4 separate regions of the Mus musculus genome follow, and all the other regions are linked to region 3. The links are chromatin contacts, called in public HiChIP or PLAC-seq and promoter capture Hi-C maps. All regions are on one chromosome and are shown on one strand. Each heading gives the region's core, a stretch centred on a gene start, on an enhancer-like site or on the middle of the called end of the contact. The rest is flanking DNA. Distances are from core to core; before and after follow the strand shown. Region 1 holds the start of Spc24 (SPC24, NDC80 kinetochore complex component, homolog (S. cerevisiae)). Region 2 holds the start of Ldlr (low density lipoprotein receptor). Region 3 holds the start of 9530077C05Rik (RIKEN cDNA 9530077C05 gene). Region 4 holds the start of Bmper (BMP-binding endothelial regulator).

Region 1 (3,137 bases), core at 262-2,761, 650 kb after region 3:
TGCTCTCTTCAGACACACCAGAAGAGGGCATCAGCTGGGCAGTGGTGGCACACACCTTTAATCCCAGCACTTGGGAGGCAGAGGCAGGCAGGTTCTGAGTTCGAGGCCAGCCTGGTCTACAATGTTAGTTCCAGGACAGCCAGGGCTATACAGAGAAACCCTGTCTCAAACCCCCCCCCCAAAAAAAAAAAAAAAAAGACATTGGATCTCACTACAGATGGTTGTGAGCCACCATGTGGTTGCTGGAAATTGAACTCAGAACCTCTGGGAAAGCAGTGAGTGAGTGCTCTTAACCGCTGAGCCATCTCTCCAGCTCTGGGGTATAGGTATTTAAGGAGACAGGGTTCACTTTGTAGTTCAGGCTGGTCTGGAATTCACTCAGCACTCTGGAGTCCCATGAATGGCAATTCCTCTTCCTTAGGCTCCTGATTCCTGAGCCACCATGCTCAGCTTCGGGGTTCACTGCTCTTGTTGCCCAGGCTGGCCTGGAATTTACCTCCATCCTCAAGCTCCCATCACCTGAGTGCTACATGCTAGATACATGCTAGACTCCTACTTAAAGATTTTATTTTATTTTATTTTTGAGACAAGGTCTCTATATAATCCTGGCTCTCCTGGAGCTTTATTTGTAGACCAGGCTGGCCTCAAACTCTGGGATCTGCCTGCCTCTGCCTTCCCAGAACATTGGATGCTCTTGTAGAGAACCAGGGTTTGGCTCCCAGCACCACATGATGGCTCACAACCATCCATATCTAGCTCCAAGTGGTCAGATGCCCTTTTATGACCTCTGCTGACACATACATACATGTAGGCAAAACGTTTACCCATACACATTAAAGAAAGAGAAATAAGCCTAAAAAATAGAGACTGGTGAATGATTGTGGTGGCATGTTCCTATAATCCAACCACTAGGAGGCAGAGGTAGATGGATCTCTAACAAAGAGCTCCTGGACAGCCAGTTCTACATAGTCTCAACATCTCACAGCTCACACATCCCAACCCCCGCCAAGAAAAAAATAAACCCAATGAATCCCAGTTTTATGTATAATTAATATATTCCTAAAGTAAACTAAAAAAAAAAAACAAGCAAAAATAATAAACCATCCGTTACATTGCCCTTCAAGCAGCGACTGATACCTGCAAATTTCTCTAAGAGTCGCGCAGCTTTCCAGTTTACGCATGCGCAACAGACTCCTAACGCCCTGGACTCTCCCCGGAGTTCATAGCCCGACAATCGACGCACGCGTACCAGGCCAATCGCAAACTGGCCACGTGTGACACGCCCCCCCCCCGCGCCGCCGCCCCCCCCCCTCCCCCGCCTACGATGATTGATCCTCACACCTGAGTGACAGAAGAAATTTCGCACAGGATCTCCACAAAATGGCCGCTCCTTCCGAAGCGCTCTGTCCCCTCGCTGATTGAGTCCTGCAGGAGACGGACGTAGGAACGATCCAATGAGACTTATGCGCTCTGGGGAGGGGGCGGGGCCCGTGGTGAGACGAATTTGCGCGGGTTCGGACTCGGCGCGATCAGTCATGGCGGCTTTCCGCGACATGGTGGAGGTGAGCAACTGGCTACTGAGCCTGCTGGGGGCCAACCGCGCCGAGGCGCAGCAGCGGCGGCTGCTCGGGAGCTACGAGCAGATGATGGAGCGGCTGCTGGAGATGCAGGACGGCGCCTACCGGCAGCTTCGGGGTGAGGGCCGGTCCCCTGCGCCCCAGCCCCGGGGGACTTCTCGGGGGGAGCTGGTACTCCTGGGCCTCAGTTTCCCCATCTGACAATTGCCATGGCTCAGAGGCGTCCAGATAAGTGTCATAGCTCACAATGCGCGACTCTATACGATCGTACTTCGTAGCTCAGGCGCCTTTGGAAGTCTTTATGATCCAGCCCCCACCTCCACTCCTGCTCGCCGTTCTTGAGGGTCTTCCGAGGGAGAGCAGTCACACCCGAGCCTTGATTTCTCCACCGGTGAAACCGTTGTCATGACAACGGTTGTCATCTAGGGACTTAAGCGTAATTAAATATAGAGTTAGCAGGGCACGACCCTTTATTAACTTTCCAGGACTCAGGCTTAAATGTAGCTCTGACTAGTAGAGAACTACTTAGCTGAGAAATTCAAAGAACCTTTCAGCTCCTCAGTGCCTTGGTCACAGGTGTGAGCAATCTCCCATCTCAGTGTCCTTCCCTGTCAAAGGTTTGTTTGAACTTTGTTTTGTTTTGTTTCAAGACAGGGTTTCTCTGTGTAGCCCTGGCTGTCCTGGAACTCACTCTGTAGACCAGGCTGGTCTCGAATTCAAATCCGCCTGCCTCTGCCTCCCAAGTGCTGGGATTTAAGGCATGCGCCACCACGTCCGGCCCTGGGAACATTTTTTAAAGTTTCGTGCCTTCCCAATAGACTTGTGAACAGAGCCTGCCGTGAGCTGGACCTCGGGTGACAGCAGGGAAGGAGTCCCTTGGTGGCTGGCATCCTACTGGAGAGGAGACAGGATAACATTTGTACTGCAGTGATGGGCTGAGGAGACAAATGCTTTCTATCATTAGGAGGGGTAACATGGGCGGGACTGGGGAGGGGTTTCTGCAAAGATATTGGGGGAAACCTGAAACTGTTGAGGGGGCAGGGATACACTTGACTGGCATGCATGAAACCCTGGGTTCCATGCCAGGCATGGCAGAATGGGCCTGTCAGACCAGTGTTCCAGAGACAAGCAGGAGGGTCAGGAATGGAAGGCTGGAAGGAATTCAAAGCAGCCTGATTGACAGAAGACCAAAAGTAAAATGAGAAGTTTTATCTCTGAGATTGTAGCTCAGAGAGAACACATGTGGCTACAGGAGGCCTTGGGAGCAAGCAGTAGTAATGAAGTAAAAACCTGAGGGCTGGCAGGATGGTTCACTGGGTAGAGACACTTGGTGCCTACCTGACGATGTTAAGTTTGATTCCTGGGAGCCAGGTGGTAGAACTGACCCCTGCAGCTTGTCCTCTGACCTCCACACGCAAACCTGCTGTTTCTTCTTTGAATGAGTCATTAGCGGCTTGAACATGTGCTCTTAGAATTTGGGAGACCGAAGCAGGAGGCTGCTGAGAATTCAAGGCTAACCTCAGTTACATAATTAGCTACAGAGAAACCCTCTGTCACCCT
Region 2 (3,308 bases), core at 354-2,853, 690 kb after region 3:
TCCCTCTCTCTTAGTCCAGGGTTCACTGTATAGCCCTGCCTGCCCTGGAAATCACAGGAATCCACCTGCCTCTGCCTTCCAGGTGCTGAGACTACAGGTGTGCCCCAGGATGCCCAGCTCAGCCAGGCTGTCTCAAGGAAGCATCCCCAGGGATTGTCCAGTTGACAGCTACTCACAGCTAACTGAAGGGCACTCCTGCCAAGCTCCTGTGGGGTCAGAACCGAAGCTGGTTCTGAGGAGGAAAAAGCAATTAAAATGTTCTTGGCCAGCCAGGCTGACTGCAAGAAAAGCAGTAACCCAGGCATTCATGGACCCTGGTTCTATCCATGGTGTCCCCAAATCCAGGCATGGTGGCACATGCCTGTCATCCCAACACTCCCGAGCTGAGGCAGGAGAATTAGGGGCTAGAGACTACACAGTGACTTATAGGCCAGCCTAGGCTACATGAGACCCTGTCTATAAAGTGAGGGAGAGGTGGAGCACTTTTCCCAGTGCTGCAAAGAAGTTGTTGGTGAGATTGTAACACCATCTCCCTTCCTGTCCAAATTCCAACGCCTCTCCTAAAACTAAAGTCCACTTTATGGATCTGTCCAATCCTACACGTTCAGAGAGTGGGAACGAACCAGGCCTGCAAAAGTCTTTGCCAGGTCCCTGGCCCTCCCTGCCTGATGGTCTCAGCTACGGGTGTCTGGGTTGCCTGAGGCACATCTGCACCAAACCAGGGAAGTAGGGACAAGGTAGGGACTGAAGGCTCACAAGGAGGACCCAGCCGGCCCGGATGTGTAGCCCCACCCCACCCGGGAGGGTCGTGCAAGCCACGCCCCTGAACATCATCCTCTTCCTCCATTGGGCGAGGGGAGTGGCTCGAGGCTCGCCTGTTCCGGCTGCACCCAATAGGAGCTCGGGGGTGCGGTGGGAGGTGGGGTTAGGGCGGAGTTTTGGGGCACGCGGCAGTAGCCGGGTTTGAGTGCAGTGTGGAGACCCCCAAGTCCTGTAACTACGACTAGCGACCCCAAAGTTGAACAGCTGGGCCTGGGTCTCCCCAGCCCTTAAAACGAATGATGGGACCCCTCCTCTTGGATTCCCTCACACATAGCTCTGAAAGACACCTCTGACTTGGGAGAGCACCCACCGGACTCCCCAAACCCACTCTGACCCCCTACAGCTCTGGCACCCTATTTCCAAAACACTTCCCTCCAGCCACGTGGGAAGGACATCACATCAAGTTCGCACGAATGGTTGTATTTCTCGACCAAAAATAAAACCACTCGGGGCTCTCCGAGTTCAGGACGGCTGCCCCTGACCCCGGGCAGGCTCCTGGCGCAAAGCCTTACCTGCAACTCCGGCAGCAGCCAGGAGCAGGGCGATGACCCAGCGACGCATCAGATCCGCGGTGCTCATCCTTAGCTTCTGCGTTGCGTCCTCACTCGGATCACAGACCCCGAAATGTTCCCGCTGCAAACACTGGATCGCGGGCCCCACGGTGTCTCGGCTGCGAATCTGGGCTCGCAAGCCTCACGGTGTCCCGGCTGCAAACTACGCCGCACGCCCAGAGTCATTCCCAGTACTAGGGGCGAGGTTTCCAGGCGGGGGAGGAGTCTGCAATGGGGTGATTTTCAAAAATCTTCACCTCACTGAGCGGGGAGGAGCTTGGAACGGCCGATGTGACATCGTCTCTTTTAACCCCTGAAGCTCCCGCAGCAGTGGGAAGTTCCTCAAATTCCTCCCACAGAATTTCACCGCTTCCCGGACACTTAGCCGCCCGCGTTGCTGTTTGAGTGTTCAAGGGACGACCCACGCCCTTCCACACCCTGGGTCGCCTTCTGACGCTTTCCTTTCCACCTCCAAAGCAAAACAGAAGTATGCGAAGCCCCCTCCCACCCCCGACCCCTACACTTCTTGCAGCAAGTTTGCTTTCCTGTCTAGGAATGGGCACATAGATTTCTGACCCAAGTACAGTTGCAGGTTTTATCTGGATCCGTCCATAAACACAAACACTCAGCGAGAAATGTATATAAAACGCGGCGGCGTGTGCGGGTGAGCGAGTTGGCTCAGTGGGTGAGGGTGCAAGCCTGAAGACCTGAGTTTGATCCCAGGGATCCACATACTGGAAGGAGAGAGAACCAGAACCAACTCCAGCAAATTGTCCTCTAACTTCCACACACACTCCCCTGTACTAATTAATTAATTAGAAAGAAGAAACATTACTTGGTTTGGGGGGTAGGACCCAGTAGTTAGAATAATTATAATTATTAATGGAAGAATTCCATAGCAAGATATGGTAACACTGAAACTAGGAAGAAGGCAGGCAGATCTCTGTGAGCAAAGTCCAAACTGGTCTGGACAGCAAGTTCCAGACTAGCCTGGGCTACACAGATTCTGTTTCCTCCTCCTCTTCTTTCCTTCTTTCTTTCTTTTCTTTCCTTTTCTTCTTTTGTTTTGTTTCTGTTTCTGTTTGTTTTGTTTTTCAAGACAAGGTTTCTCTGTGTAGCCCTGGTTGTCCTGGACTCTGTAGACCAGGCTGGCCTAGAACTCAGAGATCTGCCTGCCTCTAACTCCTGAGTGCTGGGATTAAATGTTGAGTGTTTACTACCACCCCACTACCACCTGTCAAGAGACCCTGTTTCAAAGCTAAAGTTGAAATTATTTTAAATAATTCATCTGAGAATCAATGGGTTCCTTCCTGTGTTGACAGAAATGTTGATTTTTGGTTTATTTCCTTAGGCACCTGCTGGTACCGCTTTATCCTGTTACAAGGAGTTGAACACACAGAAGGGCATCTCTTCCCTCGAAGCAAAACCAACCACATGTGGCCTTTTTCCCCTCTTGACACTGGATGGCTAAACCAGAAGGCTGTCTGCCATGGATAGAGAAGTTTTGATGAATCAAAGGCTTAGGGATTTTCTAAAAGGGACTCAGATTCTGTCCCTGCCTAGCTCCCTGCAGAACAAACCAGGGCTAGTGTGTTGGCTTAGTGCATGCAGCCAGGACTGACCTGATGTGAGTTCAAATCCGAGGACCCACATGAGAGGAGAGAACTCGTCCCTGTGACCTGCACATTCATATTGTGATGTGTCACAGGCAGTAATAAAAAAGTAAATAATACATAATGCAAAACAAACTACCAGAAGCTGAACCGTGAGACAGGAGAGAGAACGGGACACACTGCATTGGGTTGGTAGGGTACCTGGCTTCGTCCCCAGCATCACGTAAACCAAGCCTGTTGTCACAATCTGTGGTCTCAGCACTCCCCGAGGGAGGCAGGAGGACCATGAGGATAGCCTCAGCTACACAGATAGTAGAAGCCA
Region 3 (3,380 bases), core at 85-2,584:
TTGATGTTTTAAAGCAACGTTTTGACATTGTATTGTTTTGGGAGTTTTGTTTGTTTGTTTTTAGAGACAGGGTATCAGTGGCTGGTCTGGAACTTCTGTAGACCAGGCTGACTAAGCTCACCTGCGTCTGCCTCTGATAATGTGTTTTAAGGTGAAAGAGTTATATCTACATCAAATCACAATTTTAAAAAGCCTAATGCCAATTTAAGTGGCCTCTAAGATCTTGGCTTTTATAACTGCATGTCTCCTGTCAACATAACAGTGGAATAGTCTGTAGGTTATCGCAATCGCACAACAGTAGGTTCTGTGTTTTATAACACTGAACAGCAAACAGTGTAAAAAAATTAAGATGAGAAAGTAGTTTCACTTAAAAATAATTTAGTTTTTCAGTTTAAAAAGTTCTGCAATAACATATAATGAAAGGAGTTTCAAAGTACCATAATGAAACCTCTTACTTTGTATGCTAACTTAAAGAATGGTTTTAGCTATTGATGTCCATATCTTAGCACTGGGGAGACTGAGGCAGGAGGGTCAGGGGTTCAAAACAACTAATTTGGAAAATTGGTCTACTGGGTACTGCAATAGCCTGAAGCTAAAAGTTCTAGGCTTATTTTTGACTCTACTGTGGGAATTAGCTATTTCCCTTTATTCCGTTGTTTTGGTATCTGTCCTGCAGAAATGTTTTCATGCAGAATCAAATGCTAGGAAAATGACTCTGGAACTGTTTAATATTATTAAAGATTTAAATAGGGCTAATATGCATATCTATTCAAAAATGAAAGACAAACTTTCCAACCTTGGATCTAAACACCTGCTCTTATTAATAACATCAATTCAAAATGTTTGCTAATAAATGCAAACAAAAATACACAACATACACTGAAATGTAGAGATGTGTTTTCACAGCTGATTTTTTTTTTTTCTGAACATTCTAGAAAATATAACACCTTACTACACACCTAAAATGCTCTGGAATCGTATTGGACTCTACACTCTCTAGATTGCACAGCTCTTGCCCCTCACCTCTGCTGGGCTAGGGCTGTGCGACTGCACCTGGTCTTCCGAGTCCCAGACCCAACGGTCTCCACCCGCTGCAGCCGCGCCACTTGGGCCAGCAGTGCCTACACTCACCCGTTACGCGAATAGACTCCAGCATCGTCCCGCCAAGGCCAAGGCCAAGGCCGGCGGGCCGCACCGACGAAAACTCCCGTAAGGCAGCTCGAGACCAGATGGGGCAGGACTGGCAGCGCAAGGTGGAGGACCACGTCTTACCCAGAGGCTGGAAAGCGCTCTGGCGGTTCCACCTAGTCTCAGAGCTAAGAACCCGCCACGGTGACGTCGCTGCAACCCCGTTGCTAGGAGACGATCCTGCCTTCTTCCCGCACTCCACGCCACCAAACATGCTCGCCGCTGGAGGCGCTCCTGCGACTGACACCCTGCTCGTAGGGAGAGAAGGGAAGCGAACTACAACTCCCAGCGTGCACAACGCGGACCCGTGCAAGGAGCTGGTCCGCAGAGGCTGGGGTGTTTGTGTGGGGAGGTCGGGATCTGTATGAGGCTCAAAGGGCTTCATTTCATGATGGTAGAGGGAAATAGAAATGGTGTAATAATTCTGAGTTTTAGTTGACCAGAGCAAATTCAGACCCCTGACCTTCCAGCTAATTTACATGGTATGAAATAAATAGGGCGATTTTAGAAGAAAAAAATGGCCAGGTATGGTGGCACACTCCTGTTATCCAAACACTTGAGATGTGCAGCAAAGATGATCAGGGGTTCAAGACCATCATTGCTATATAGTGAATTTTGAGACCATCTTGACTATACAAGAATGTCTAAAAAAAAAAAAAGAATAAAATAAATAAATGCAATATTTAATTTAAAAAGGAGATCTGGAGAAATGGCTCAGCAGTTAAGAACACTGACTACTTTACAGAGGACTTGGGTTTGTTTCCTCATGGCAGCTCACAACTACATGTAACTCCACTTCGAGAGCACCCCATCCCTCTGGCTCTCCCCAGGCCCATACTCGCAAACACTCATGAAATACACACAATTTTTTTTAAACTGAATTGAAAAAGGAAACAGACTGTGGGTGTAGCTCAGATGGTGAAGGGCTCTCTTTAGCATTCAGAGACCCCTGAATTTAATCCCCAGTACTATACAAACCTGGCCTGGTGGTACACATCTCTAATTCCAGCATTCAGGAGGTAGAAGCAGGAGGATCAAGATGTTCCAATTCCTCTATAAGCTTGAAGCCACCCTATATTATATCTATATTATATTATGTATATATCTGAGGTTGCATAAAGGGGTTTTGAGAGGGAGAAGTTGATAGTGAATAATTAAATCATAAATTTACTTTAAATCTATTATTTGTATATATAGAATTTTACCATTTTAGAATATGAAAGCTAATTTCACACTGAGATGGATGTGCTTGTTTATTTTTACATAAATAATCTCAGCTGAATATTTAATAATGCAGGGCACAGAGTATCTTCAACACAGTTCTGTGCGTGTGTGTGTGTGTGTGTGTGTGTGTGTGTGTGTAAGCACTTGTATGCCTTGATTTATGTGTGGAGGTCAGAGGACAACTTGCAGGAGTCAGTTCTCTCCTTCCACCAAATGGGTTCTGGGAATGGAACTCAGGTCGTCAGCTTGGTGGTAGGTGCCTTTACTGCTGAGCCATCTCACCAGCCTGCATCTTCCACATTTTTCAGAGGTGATTTTTCTCTTTCACTTTTATAGTTGTCAATGCTGAGAGTACCATTTTACATAAGCTCACAGGATAAACTCACAGAAGTATGCTTAGTGATTTTCAGAATGTTGGAAATTCTGTCCTAATCCCAAGACAAGGTTCATTTCAATCAAGAAAGAAAACTGGAATCAGCACATCCTTTGGCAGGGACACAAGCTTCATGTAGGCTGACCTAGTACTCACTACACAGCTGAGGAGAACTTTGAACTCCTGACCCTCCTCTCTCCTCAGCCACTTAAGTGCTGGGATTACAGGAGTATACAACCTCACACAGCTTTTAAAAAATTGTTCTTAAAGATTATTTTAAAAATTTAATGTGGTCTTTAAAAAATTATTTGTGGGTAGAGTGTTTCCTTTCATGTGTTCCATGTGTGTGCCTAGTGCCCATAGAGGCCAGAAGAGGGCGTCAGAGTCCTCAAAACTGGGATTATGGATAGCTGTGAGGCACTGCGTGGGCGCTGCAAAATGAACCCAGGTCCTCTGCAAGAGCAGCAAGTGCCTTTAACTACTGAGCCAGCCCTCAGCCCTTCAAATGCCAACGTTTAAAGCAAAACATTCTAAACCAGTACACTCATAAGATATATTAGGTACTTACGTGCCGGGGAGTGGCGGTGGAAAAATA
Region 4 (3,525 bases), core at 937-3,436, 810 kb before region 3:
CCTCCTCCCTTCTCCCATATCTTATCCTTGACCTCTGTATCTAAAATGCTATTCAGCATTTCCCTGCTGAGCCGGGAAGATAGAACCAGTGTAGAAAACTAAGTGGTCATGATATCTATGACTTCATTGTAGTAGCATGCATTCCAAACTGCAGCTTTCCCAAAACAATGTTGTACAAAGTCCATCTCAAGTTTACTTGTACAACAGTGACGTCAAAGATAAGAATTCTCAGCCTGATGTGATATTAGAAATTGCCCAAATTCATAAAACTAGAAAGTGCAACTAAATTCGATGCTTAAGCAATGTGCAATTTGGTAATGATCAAAATCAATTTTAAGACAGCTATTCTGTCAGGTTTGACAAATGAACCTTGTCCATGACAGCAGTTAAGTTTATTTTACCTGACCCGTACACTTACCAAACACACACACATTATGCAAGGGTTGTCTGTGATAAATGGAATTTGGAGGACCTCCCCTTCATTTTCACATTTTGCAACAGACCCTGAAATGAAGATAAAAATACTTTTAATTTTAAATCTTGCTTAGTGGTGTTATTATAAAACCTTACCTTCTTAAGCTAGTAATTGGAATTATATAGTGTTTCAAATGCACCACAAACAAGTTTCTTCAAATCTATTTTAAATAGTTTTACTTAACATGGTTTTTTTTAAGTCAATACTTCGGTATATAGATCGGTTTTCTGTTTTCAGTTGATTTAAGCACATATTTAATACCACTAGTGCTCTGAAAGATATCTCAACTGCACATGGACTAACACACCAAACTAGGCACTAGGGAAGATTTTAAATTTGAACGAAATTCAGGACTGTGTCAAAGAACGGGCCTTTCAGGTGGATCTGCCAACTGTTGTGGGTTGAAATGCAATCACTTTTTGAAGCGCAATCTCTTTCCTCTTTAAAATATTCTCTTTTCTGCACCAGGTGTCAGTAAAGCATGTCCTTCAAAATAGAAGCCGAGGTCTTCACCTGCCTGAAAACCTGTAATTATCATATCATGCTATTAGTAACCTTTAAAAATAAGATCGCTTCTTTACATTCAAGGTCTGGAAAGTCATGTTTTAAAGATGCTGCCTAGCACCGTGGATTTATTGGAATCCTATGGTGTTGAGAAAAGAGGATGTGCGGGAAACGGCGCGGTCTTTTCCTTAATTGCACAAGAGTGGCTACGATTAAAACAAGGATTGGGGAAAAAAGATTAAATATAAATCAAGGAATTTCCCAACTTCATATAGCAGGGTGCCTATTAGCACTCTGTCAAAGGTAGCAGTCTCTCAGTCCCCCATCTCTCTACCTCTTCATAGCCTTCCCATCCCTTTTCTCTAGGCTTCTCCGCATCCCCACCGCCCGCGAGAGTCAGGCAAGGTGCGCGTTCCTCGTCCTCTCATCCCCGGTCTGCCAGTGCCTCTTCTCCCAAGAAACCACCCAGAGTCCCGGAGGACTGGTCCCTCCCGCCCCCACCCCCCTACCTGTCAGGAAGGAGGAAGCCAGAGACATGGGGACCCCGGAGCAATTGAGCAGCAGCAAGACGCAGCAGGTAATCCCAGGCGAGCGTCGGCAAGGACGCTCAGCCAGAGCCCTGACGCTGAAGAACCAGAGCATCGTCACCTGGAGGGAATCCCGGGCGACTGCAGGTCCCGCGTCGCCGCCTCTGCTCGGCAGCCGCTGCTCGCAGTCAAAAGGGCTGTGGGCCGGCGTGCCGGGAGACAGTCGGCTGAGGGAGGCGGGCGCCCGGAGCGGCGGGGGAGGAGTGGGGGCGCCCCGGGAGGAGGGGTCCTGCGGCCAGCCTCGGCCAATGCGGCGGCTTTTTTCTAAGGGAGTTGCTCTCAGCGGGTTAGCCGTCAGCCCCTCCGCGCCAGAGCTGGGCCGGGAGGAGGGGTGGCTGAGCGGCGGGATCTGGGGAGCGGCGGCGGCGACTGCCGAGTGCGCTCGCAGCTCTGGAGCCCGGCTGAGCTCCGGCTCCCGCACGCGCAGCTCCGGCCCGGCCCCCGAGCGCGGTGTCCGGCCCGCGCGCTTGCTCCGTGCGGGACCGAGGGGCGTACTAGGCTCTGCGCGGAATCCGCAGGGTCGCACGAGGGACTACGATCCTGGCGCCGGAGCTATGCCGGCTCAGAAGCGACAGCGGCGCACGCGAACGCCCAGCCAGGCGGTCTAGCCCAGCCCCGGCCACCGGCCCCGGGGCGCTGCCGGAGCCTGGAAGGCGCGTCTCCAGCGCCCTGCGCACCGCCTCCTCCCGCGCAGAGGAGCCGCCCCCAGCAGGGATGCCACTACCCGCTAGCGCCCGGAGCAGAAGACCCGGCGCTTCCCGCTGCCCCAGCTTCGGAAGGAGCCACGGATCGAATGCAGGAGGGTCCCTCAACTTTCCACAGCCCTTTGACTCCCTCGGGCAAAGGCGGGGGACTCACGAGGCTGAGGGGACAGAGGGACGAGTGACCTTGGAGATCAGGTTCCTGTGCTTATGCCTCTGTGGGCCTGACATTAGGGAGGACAGAAGTTGGAGCGACAGAAAGGGTCGGCTAATGCACGCACAACGGCCAGAGCCTTTCTCCCTTAAAGCGTGGATCGGTGGCTCAGACTCCGCCCTTCCCAGCCGGAGCTGCCCGGGCCAGGGAGGTGCGTTAGACTAATCATTCATTCACTCGCGGGCCAGGGAGGGACCGCTGCCGCTAATCTCCACGCAGGCCGCCTTCGCGGCGGCCGCCCAGCAGGGCACGCGGTGGCAGCCGCTACCCTGCAGCGTTTCTTGCTTGGGCGGCCCTGATGTCCCCCAGTCTCGGTCTTTGATCCCCTCGCCCCGCCACCCGGTACCCGCTGAGTCCCAGCATCCCTCCCACGTCCTGCCCCCCCCACACACACACACACCCGCCCTACACGCACCCGCCAAGCAGTGCCTGGCTCTACTCAAAAGGGGTGCTAATCTAGAAAAGAGAATTTTTATAACTACATTGGGAAGGTGCCAGGTGAGAGTGAAAGGTGCTTGGAACCAATGATCAGCTAGCCTTCTTTGGAGCCTACTGTGATCACATGCTCCCACCCACACGAAGAACAGCCAGCCAGCAGGTGCCCACCCCACATTAGTTCCTGAAGCGCCTTGTGGATCCAAACTCTAATTGCTGACAAGCCTAGTTTTCCCCTAGTCTCTGGCCAGTTTTAGGTAGCATTTGTAGCTGTAGTGAGAAACTCCTTTGACAGTCCTCAGATACACTCCTCTAATGTCACCACATTTACCTGCCCCTGCCTGCCATCCGCATGCTCATTTGTTTTTTTCTAGAGATTTAAAGGGTGCTTTTAGTGAGTGCATCGTGGCCAACATCCCAACACAAGGACCACATCTCTGTGACGTGGACAAGTGGGAGGAAGGAACGCTGTCATTAGCTTAGCATGCTCCATTTCCCTCTCAAAACAGATTTTGTGTAAAATTTAAATTAAAAGAGACAAGAGACAATGTGGTTACATGTTTCCCCCAAATAACACCATGGCTAGATGCCTTGAAAGTCAAAGTGTTG

What was found. Promoter capture Hi-C pulls out the DNA fragments that hold promoters and counts their contacts. HiChIP or PLAC-seq counts read pairs in DNA pulled down with a chosen protein or histone mark.
Region 1: a contact with region 3 is called in an H3K27ac HiChIP or PLAC-seq map of extraembryonic endoderm stem cells, with 3 times the contacts expected there. The contact joins the promoter of Spc24 here to the promoter of 9530077C05Rik in region 3. A contact is called at or near these places in 1 of 39 promoter capture datasets (pre-B cells), 1 of 484 Hi-C or Micro-C datasets (CD4 T cells) and 1 of 115 datasets of contacts at active chromatin or transcription factors (extraembryonic endoderm stem cells).
Region 2: a contact with region 3 is called in an H3K27ac HiChIP or PLAC-seq map of extraembryonic endoderm stem cells, with 2.8 times the contacts expected there. The contact joins the promoter of Ldlr here to the promoter of 9530077C05Rik in region 3.
Region 4: a contact with region 3 is called in a promoter capture Hi-C map of neural stem cells. The contact joins the promoter of Bmper here to the promoter of 9530077C05Rik in region 3. A contact is called at or near these places in 2 of 39 promoter capture datasets (hippocampal neurons and neural stem cells) and 1 of 115 datasets of contacts at active chromatin or transcription factors (astrocytes).

What each region holds. Positions count from the first base shown.
Region 1 is chr9:21,758,677-21,761,813 of GRCm38.p6, reverse strand. It overlaps Spc24 (SPC24, NDC80 kinetochore complex component, homolog (S. cerevisiae)), which reads left to right and starts at 1,511. Exons shown (of 5, transcript NM_026282.6): 1 at 1,511-1,695. The coding sequence starts at 1,536.
Region 2 is chr9:21,721,871-21,725,178 of GRCm38.p6, reverse strand. It overlaps Ldlr (low density lipoprotein receptor), which reads right to left and starts at 1,603. Exons shown (of 18, transcript NM_010700.3): 1 at 1,335-1,603. The coding sequence starts at 1,401. It overlaps Gm26511 (a long non-coding RNA gene), which reads left to right and starts at 1,823. Exons shown (of 4, transcript XR_001779098.2): 1 at 1,823-3,308.
Region 3 is chr9:22,409,501-22,412,880 of GRCm38.p6, reverse strand. 9530077C05Rik (RIKEN cDNA 9530077C05 gene) reads right to left here and starts at 1,334. Exons shown (of 7, transcript NM_026739.3): 1 at 1,132-1,334. The coding sequence starts at 1,156.
Region 4 is chr9:23,221,737-23,225,261 of GRCm38.p6, reverse strand. Bmper (BMP-binding endothelial regulator) reads right to left here and starts at 2,186. Exons shown (of 15, transcript NM_028472.2): 1 at 1,489-2,186; 2 at 419-504. The coding sequence starts at 1,621.